2 separate regions of the Zea mays genome follow, and region 1 is linked to region 2. Evidence: chromatin contacts called from public Hi-C data. All regions are on one chromosome and are shown on one strand. The core of a region is the stretch at or near the end of the contact, and the rest is flanking DNA. Distances in the headings are between cores, read along the strand shown.

The links. Hi-C and Micro-C count contacts between places; a contact is called where the count stands out from the background.
Region 1: a contact with region 2 is called in a Hi-C map of bundle sheath, with 2.8 times the contacts expected there. The contact joins the promoter of LOC100272397 here to the promoter of LOC103644177 in region 2. A contact is called at or near these places in 7 of 25 Hi-C or Micro-C datasets (bundle sheath, ear, leaf and 2 more).

The regions. Positions count from the first base shown.
Region 1 is chr1:294,898,827-294,902,982 of Zm-B73-REFERENCE-NAM-5.0, reverse strand. LOC100272397 (Guanylate-binding family protein) reads right to left here and starts at 1,424. Exons shown (of 17, transcript NM_001359613.1): 1 at 1,106-1,424. The coding sequence starts at 1,221.
Region 2 is chr1:294,714,744-294,719,176 of Zm-B73-REFERENCE-NAM-5.0, reverse strand. LOC103644177 (pyruvate kinase isozyme A, chloroplastic) reads right to left here and starts at 1,801. Exons shown (of 6, transcript XM_008667370.3): 1 at 931-1,801; 2 at 29-119. The coding sequence starts at 1,467.

The sequences.
Region 1 (4,156 bases), core at 175-2,674, 180 kb before region 2:
CAACTTTTACTAGATCCTACAAAGCAAGCAGCAAGCATATACTTTGGATAGCATACTCATTATTCATATATGACAAATGGGCGTTCATTTAACTAAAGTCTTGGAACTTAGCAATGTTTGAAGCTATTCAAATTACTAGTTTCCGTAAAAGCACCCAAAAATATTCAAACAGCAACATCCCCCAAAGAATAGAACACCCAATCTGCATATGCCAGTCAAACTAATCCAAATTTCAACACTGCTTGAAAGCAGAAACAATTGTGCCACGGCATAAGTAATTCACTGACAAAATGCCATAAAGGAAAATCATATGGCACCTCGTTAACTAAAGAACTAAAGTATCATGTTACAATGTTTCAAAAACCATGTATGTAGTACATCTAAATTTAAGTGTAGCCAGATTGAAATTCATCTTTGATGCTGAGATTTAAAAAACACAAGTGTCAACACTTGATGAACAGTGCAAGGTTGGTTACTTGTCCATTTTGTTTCCTGACATCTCAGATGAATTTCAAACTGAATTGTTGCGGCTATATTTAACTGTACATGGTTTTTGTGGTGATTTTTGAAACATTGCAACATGGTATTTTAGCCAAGGAGGGCACCAACCCCCTTGGGCACCAAATCTGCACTCGTGCCATAAAACATACTTCCTCTTGGCCTTCTCCATATGCAAGCTATCAAGTACCAACCACCTGTCATTCCTCGACATCCCACCAAACTTGTCTACTGCCTTCACACACGCGTGGCATGAGAAACTCATGACACACGATACAATCATACAAGAGACGGCGGAACTGAGATGATAAATTAAACCAGAATTGTCCGAAACTGCAACAGAAGTACGGGTAAGCGGTGAAGCAGAGCGCTTTAGCTCCTTTACGCCACAACACCTCATCATCGCGTGGCATGCACGGCCGGGACGGCGCATGCTTCCACCAGTCAACGCACGGGCAATGCGCGCTACAGACGCAACGAGACATTCGCGCCATCCAACGCGAAATTCGGTTCGACGTCCCCCGCCAAAAGCAACGAGGCAGCGGGAATGGCGCCACAGCACCGACCAGCCATACGGATACGCGGAGCAGAGCCGAGGTACACTTACGCGCGCTCGAGCTCGTCGGGATCAGGATCCCCCGCGGCGGCTCCGGCGGCAGCCGCGACCGCGAGCAGGACCAGCGCCGCCGCGCGGATCCCCGAGGCCCACCGCCCGCGCCCCATCCCCTGCACCGCCCACGAACAACCAGGTCTCCTCGGCCCAGATCTCTGCTTCGGGAGCGGAGGAGACGCCGTAAGCGCCCCCAATGCGGCGAGCGGCAATGGCCGGCGCGGGCGCCGCCGACTGGGCACCGGGCGGCGCGGCGCGGCGCGGGATCTGGGGCTAGGGTTTTGGCGCGCAGGCGGATTCCGGAGTTGCTTCGGCGCGAGGGAATGAACGGGAAGAGCTGGAGCCGCGGGGCGACGAGGTCGGAACTCGGAAGGGGAGAGGAAAAAAATTCGGGGGAGCACGGGGCAGCGAGGGTGATGCGTGCGTGCCGCGAGAAGCCCGCTTCCGTATTTTAAGCGGGCAATTGTTTAGCGCTTTATTATAGCGTCTACTACTATTAATAACGTTGCTAATGGCGTCGACTTAATGGCTCCGTGGGCCCGCATGGCAGTGGGATTTGACGGGGACTGGCTGACTGGGCATTGTGTGGGAGCCACGACCTGGAAACGTGTGTATGCGTTATTCCTGGGGATGGAAGAGCGGACACGTTAGCAGGGCCCACGTGGCGGTGATTGAAAGACCAATAGAAACAGAGCATCTGGTGCTGTTATAGTTGCTGGCGATGCTTCCAGACTTCGAGCGTCTCCGTCGTGGCTGGAAAAAAGCTCCAACTCACGTGCTGGTTCGGGCTCGGAGCACCTTGGCTCGGATCGATTTGACATTCAAAAAGCTTGAGTCGACCATATTTTTGTGGCTTGTGAACAGAGCAAGCAAGCTCAGTTCAGCTCGCTGCAGCTGGTTTGTGGTTCAAACTAATAATAATTTATTACAAAAAAAATCTAATTAACATATAATTTCTACTACTCTATAAGAGTCTAAAGTAGACGTCCAGCGATTCCCTCGAAACCATTAATATGATTTTGCATTAAGTATTTCTCACTGATTTGATAAATTTAGGAAGGCTATATTTACTTGACCCGCTACCTTTCTTTTACATAGTGAATTACTGCAGATTTACAAATTGTAAGTAAACACGCATGTTGTTCGTTCCTCAGTAATTCACATGCCTGATGATATCTTATTTGTAAGTAGACAAATCTAATGTGTCACTAACATATCTACTCCCTTGCACTCCCAAGGAAAAATATGTTCATTGTAGTTTTAATGCATAATTTTGCAGACATGCAGTATGCAGCCAAGGATTAAATGGTTAGTAACATATATGTGCTCTTTTACCATCTTGGCAAAGTAGCTAACATTTTCTACCTGCTCCTGTATGTCATCCATGGCATCTTGTTTTGCAGTACCCAGGCCACCCAACAATTTGAGTAGTACCGTCAATTGGGTTATGGTTTTGTCGGCGTTTCGACCCCGGGGGGTCCTTGGACCGACGAGTAAATTTGTCGCTGCGCGTCCCAGCCCAGATGGGTTGGCGCGAGACGGAACACAAGGGGGAAAACGCGGCTCGTGTTGCCCCGCGCCACGGGGGTGTGCTTGCAGTAGGGGTTACAAGCGTTCGCGAGAGAGAGAGAGAGAGAGTGAGCATGTTCGTTAGCTCCTTCTCCCGCGCGACCCTCTTGCATGAAGGCCCTGGATCTTCCTTTTATAGATGCAAAGAGAGGGTCCAGGTGTACAATGGGGGTGTAGCTATGCGCTAACGTGTTCGGCAGAGAGGTGCCTGAGCCCTGTGTACATGCTAACGTGGCTGTCGGAGAGGTGCTAGAGCCCTGTGTACGCGGTATCGTGGCCATCGGAGGAGCGCTTGAGCCCTGTAGAAGCACAACTGTCGGGGCTGCTGGGACCTTGCTGACGTCTCCTTGCTTCCGTAGGGGGCTGAGAACCACCGTCGTCATGGACGCACGCGGGGAGCCATCATTACTTGTTACCGGGGCGAGCCTAGATGGGACGCCGGTCTTGTTCCCCCGTAGCCTGAGCTAGCTAGGGGTAGGGTAATGATGTATCCCCCGTGGCGCGGTCGGTCCGAGCCTAAGGTCGGGCGAGGCGGAGACTCCTCCTAAGGCCGAGGCCGGGGTCGGGCGAGGACGCGATTCCTCTCGAGGCCGAGCCGTGGGGTCGGGCGAGGTGGAGACCACCCTCCAAGGCCGAGGTTGAGGCCGAGTCCTAGGGTCGGGCGAGGCGGAGACCACCCTCCGAGGCCAAGGTTGAGGCCGAGCCCTGGGGGTCGGGCAAGGCGGAGATTCCTGTTGCGCCTGAGGCTGAACTTGACTGTTGTCAGCTTCACCCTGGCGGGTGGCACAGCAGTCGGAGCGGGGCGGGCGGCGCTGTTTTCCTGTCAGGTCGGTCAGTGGAAGGGCGAAGTGACTGCGGTCACTTTGACCTTGCCGACTGAGGCACGTGTGTCAGGATAAGGTGTAAGGCGATCCTCGTATTGAATGCGCCTGCGATACGGTCGGTTGGTGAGGCGATTTGGCCAAGGTTGCTTCACTACGAAGCCTGCCCGAGCTGGGCTTCGGGCGAGTCGAGGGTGCGCCCGTTGCTTGAGGAGGCCCTCGGGCGAGGCGTGAATTCGTCTAGGACTACTGTTCCCGCCCGAGCCTGGGCTCGGGCGAGGCAAGATCGCGTCCCTTGAGTAGACGAAGCCTTGACCTGAATCGTGTCCATCAGTCTCTACAGCTTGTGCTGATGGTGGTTACCAGCCGTGTTTAGGAGTGTTGGGGGTACCCCTAATTATGGTACCCGACAGTAGCCCCCGAGCCTCAAAGGGAGTGTTGGTACTCGCTTGGAGGATTTGCCGCACTTTTTTGTGAGGGGGCCGGCCTTTTCTCGGTTACACTTTGTTCCGGTGGGTGCGCGCGAGCGCACCCGCCGGGTGTAGCCCCCGAGGCCTCGGAGGAGTGGTTTGACTCCTCTGAGGTCTTAATGTCATTCGTGACGCCTTGGCCGGTCTGGTTGTTCCCTCATGCGACCTGATTGTAGCCCGGGTGCATG
Region 2 (4,433 bases), core at 552-3,051:
AGAGAGAAGATCAGTATTGATGGATAACCTTCAGCAAAGCCATCATAGTTCACATGAATGATTCGATCTGGGAGCGACGTGTCAGAAGATCTAACGCTAAATGTCCAAACTTCTCCATCCTGCAAAATTCAAGAGAAGAGTAAATTCTGATAAGTGATGAATGACAAGACTCAGTTCTAAAACTTCAGTACATTGCAAATTAGATGCGCTGTTCACCTAAATGGCCATTTAACCCGTTTAAACGGATGTTTTGCCTGTCTACATTTCCTTTTACCCTGAATAATGGCTAAACGTTGGTCACCAATGGTTTAGCATTTACACTTAGGCATTCCCTCCTTTTGAAGTACTCACACAGTCTGATACAAACTCAAAGGTTTTTTGTCAAATCATGGCATCATAGCACACTTGCATTTTCTCTTGTAAGACTTTAGTGGTTACTTTTTTTTATCATAGTTCCAAATCAGAAATACTCTTATGCTGATACAATTTACAATACGGTTCATGTGTTCAGTAGCTCAATTCAACCCTCTCATGTCAGATTACACACTATCTCAACCTATAGTCCAAGACATGAATTAAAAGAAAAACAGGGTTAATGAACAAGATTACTCCTGTTATAGTTAACTCCAGTGCTTTTGGAATAATATATACAGCCTTAACAAATTCAGCCTATGCAGCTGAGTTTTTTTTTTCATTCACATGTTCAAATGAAACTCAGGAGTGCCATCGGACAATTTCTCAGATTTTACATGCTAAACTTCATCCTGAATAATATCCACCTTCGTGAGGTAGTCCACGCGAGATCTCGCCAGATGCGGACGAACGACGAATCAGTGTGTCAGCCGCACATCATTCAGTGTTTAAGCATGGAATGAATCTAGGATGGCGAAGGAACGAGATGAAGCTGAGGCAGCAGGGTCGCGCGCTGACCTCGGCCTTCGCGGAGGGCGCTCCGCCAAGGTCGCCCATGTGGATCTCGCTGCCCTCGGTGTCCATCATCACGGCGACCGCGAACCCTTTCTCGTCGTTGAGCCTCCGGACAGCGCGGATGACTTCGCGGTGCCACTCGCGGTCGCCGTGGCACATGTTGACCCGCGCGACGTTCATGCCGCCGACGGCGAGCGCCTCGAGCTCGGCGGCGCCGCAGGTGGCGGGGCCCACGGTGCAGACGAGCTTGGTGCGGCGCGTGCTCCGGAACCCGTTCTCCCGCAGCTCCGCCTCGGTGGCGGCGTCCACGACGATGGAGGCCGCGGCCGCGGCCACGGAGGAGGCCGCCGCCCACGGCACGTAGACGCCGTTCGGGGCGGGGGGCGGTTCGGGGAAGGAGGTGAGGTCGGAGGACGAGGCGGCCAGGCGGCGGCGTTGGGGGCGGAGGTGGCAAGGGACAGGGAGGCGGTGGGAGGAGGGGGTAGAGGATTTAGGAGGCGTCGGACCAGGGAGGTGGAGGGAGCGGGCAGCGGTGGCCATGGCTGTCGCTGCGGCGGCGAGGCTAGTCAAAGGAGGCGACGGTGTGCCGGCCGGCGTGGCTCTGGTTTTGGGAGTGTGCTGTGGAGGAATCGAGGTGGAGCAGGAGTGCAGGACGCTTGGATTGTCAGATTCTCGGATCTACTCATACTGCCATGCCGTGGTAGTTGGTACGCATGGACGAAAAGCCAACAAAAGCATCACCAGTTCACAACTTCACGCCGTTGGCCTGTTGCTGCCCCTACGGTCCTGCCTGTTTCTGCTGTTCATCGTCATCACTCATCACTCATCAAAATAGTCCAAGGTGGCAAAAAAAAAAAGATTTTAAAACCATTTCCAGCATTGCACTGAAGAAAATACCAGGTCCTTGAAAGAAACGGAAAATGTCACTACGTTCACCGTCTAAACACACGTGTTAAGCTCGATAGACTCGGCAGACATGCCTTTGGACTGACGAGAGAGGAACCTTTGCTGTTGTCTTAGAATCCTTTAATTTGAGTGAACATATTTCACACTAAAAAAACTTAGTACATGTTTGTTTTATTCTTTGGTAGGCTGGCTCCAACAAGACCCTCTAAAAAGTCCTGTACCCTAAATTTAGAGTACGAGGATGTTCTCTACTCCCTCCAGCAACGTCCTCTAAACGGTCCTCTAAATTTAGAGAACGCTGCTGGATCCTCTATATGTAGAGTTTCTTTGAACGGTTCTCTATCTATTTGAATACTTTAAACAACCGGTTTAATAAAACTAAAATATGTACAATATATTTGAGAGTATGACAAATACGTATGTACAAAAATTAAAAAATTAAAAATGTCTTTAATATAGGTATTTACATATAGAGGACGTGATTTAGAGTACGTTGTTGGAGAGAAAGTAAATATAGGAGATGGAATCTTTTAGAGAAGATTGTAAAGGACGGATATAGAGGATGTATATAGAGGACGTTGCTAGAGACAATCTTAGAGCATCTAATCTTTCTAAATCATCATCTATAGTCATTAATATGAAAAAATTGTTTTCTATATATTTTTGACTCTCCAATAATTTTCTAACTTTAATTAACGAAAATCTTGAAATAAGAGATGGTTATATTTGAATCTCTACTCCTATTAAGAACGTAAGGAGGGCGTCGACAGCCCCTCGTGCCCCCGCCCCGCCTGCCCATGTCTCGCGATGCCTCCTTTCTTCTGCCCCGCCTTCCCCATCACGCAGCACACCCCCACGTCGCGTGTTCCCCGCTCGCCCCACACGCGCTCCCCATCCCATAGCTCCCGCCCCGGTCATGCGTTCCCTGCGACCCCTGCCTCCAAAATGACCCCTGCCTCCGTGACCTCGCCATCCCCGCGTGCGTCTTAACCGCCGCACACCGCACACGCCAGCCATCAGGGCTACACCATGACCCCGCCCCTCTCCCACACCGCCCGCTAGCCCCCATCGTCGATGGAAGGGCGCAATCTCTGCAATCCGCAGGCCCCTGCCCCCGCAAATGCCGCCATGGATGGCGGGTGCAGCGGATTTCGCCTCTATCCCGCTTGGCCCCCTCCGCGCACAACCAGTCGCATGCTCGCGCGTGGCGGATCCGCTTCCCCCTCCGCCAACGAGCATGCGCTAGCACTCGATCCTCGCTCCCTCAGCCATGCCCTCTCTCAGCCCACTCCGCGCACGCGCAAACCATCGTTCCCCGCCCGCTCCACCGATCCTCATCCGCCCTAAGATCCTCCCTGCAAATTAGATCCCCACGCCCGCAGTGCCTCGCCTCGGCTGCTCTACCTCTATCCCGCGACCCGCGAGATCGGAATCACGGCGCCTCGCCGCCCTCCTCCAAAATGGCGTCGTCTCCGCTCGGGGTCACCTTTCCTCCCTCTCACTTCCTCTTCTTCATTCAGGTGTGTTAGTTAAGCAGAGGAGGTGGCTTGGCTTGTTGCTCATGTTTCTGCGTGGATGTGTCCAGGGGTTCACCAAGTCGCTGGCCATGACGGTGCTCTCCAAGATCGGGGACAAGACCTTCTTCGCCACCGCGGTACGCCTCCTGCCTCCATCCCCCTCACGTCACGCCGCCTGCTCTTCCTTCTGTCCTTTTGCTTGCCTTCCCTGCCTCTTCTTGTGTGCGTCGTTGTCCCATGTGACTGCGTAGACGGGCTGGGTGCATTCCGGCCAGGTGTTCGGCGGTATGCCTCCATGGCGTGCCTCTTTGCTCGGCTGTTGGGTGCGACCGTGGGAGGTAAATTTGTTAGGAGGACAATTGGCACTGGCTCGATCCCATCACAGCATCGTGCAGTAGCTGCAGAAGTGCAGATTCGCCAGTGGAGCGAACGGGTGAAGCGCCTTGGAGTCGAATTCATGGTTCGATTCACTTCAGTTTCTACTGCTGCTGAGCTGAGATGACTTCTTTTTATTAATTTTTTAAGTAGTGACAAGTTGTTTGTTGTAGATTGGAGCTCGGATTTGTTTAGGCTCCTCCACCGGGAGAACTAATTGTGCTCTCGATTTGATGCGGCCAGAATTTTTTACTCCATTTAACTCGGTGCAGATTGTGTCTGCAATTTGCTGGAGCTGTTGCACTTGCCGAATTCGCGATCCTACCATATCGGTAGTGTCCTCTGTTTCTGGAGGACTGTCACCAGTTCTGATATGATGCTTGCCCTCTTCCACAAGAATTGATTCAACAGAGTACACTTGAAATAACGTAGCTTGAGGATTGCGTCTTCAGAGGATGAGGGATTTGTCAGGATCTGGAACTAGCAAGACAAACAAACCCACTTTCTTTTCAATATTTTCCAGTGTCTGCCTTTATACGCTTCTTTTTTATGGCCTTTGCTTCGAGCACTAGATTTACTCATGCTCTGTAAAAATTAAGGAGAATTTGCACAGATCAAGGAGACCAGTTAGATGATGACTATGATGTTAGTACTGGTAATCTTTGTGGAGATCAACTGAGGAAATCTGGCATGTTGAAGAGAAGAAAG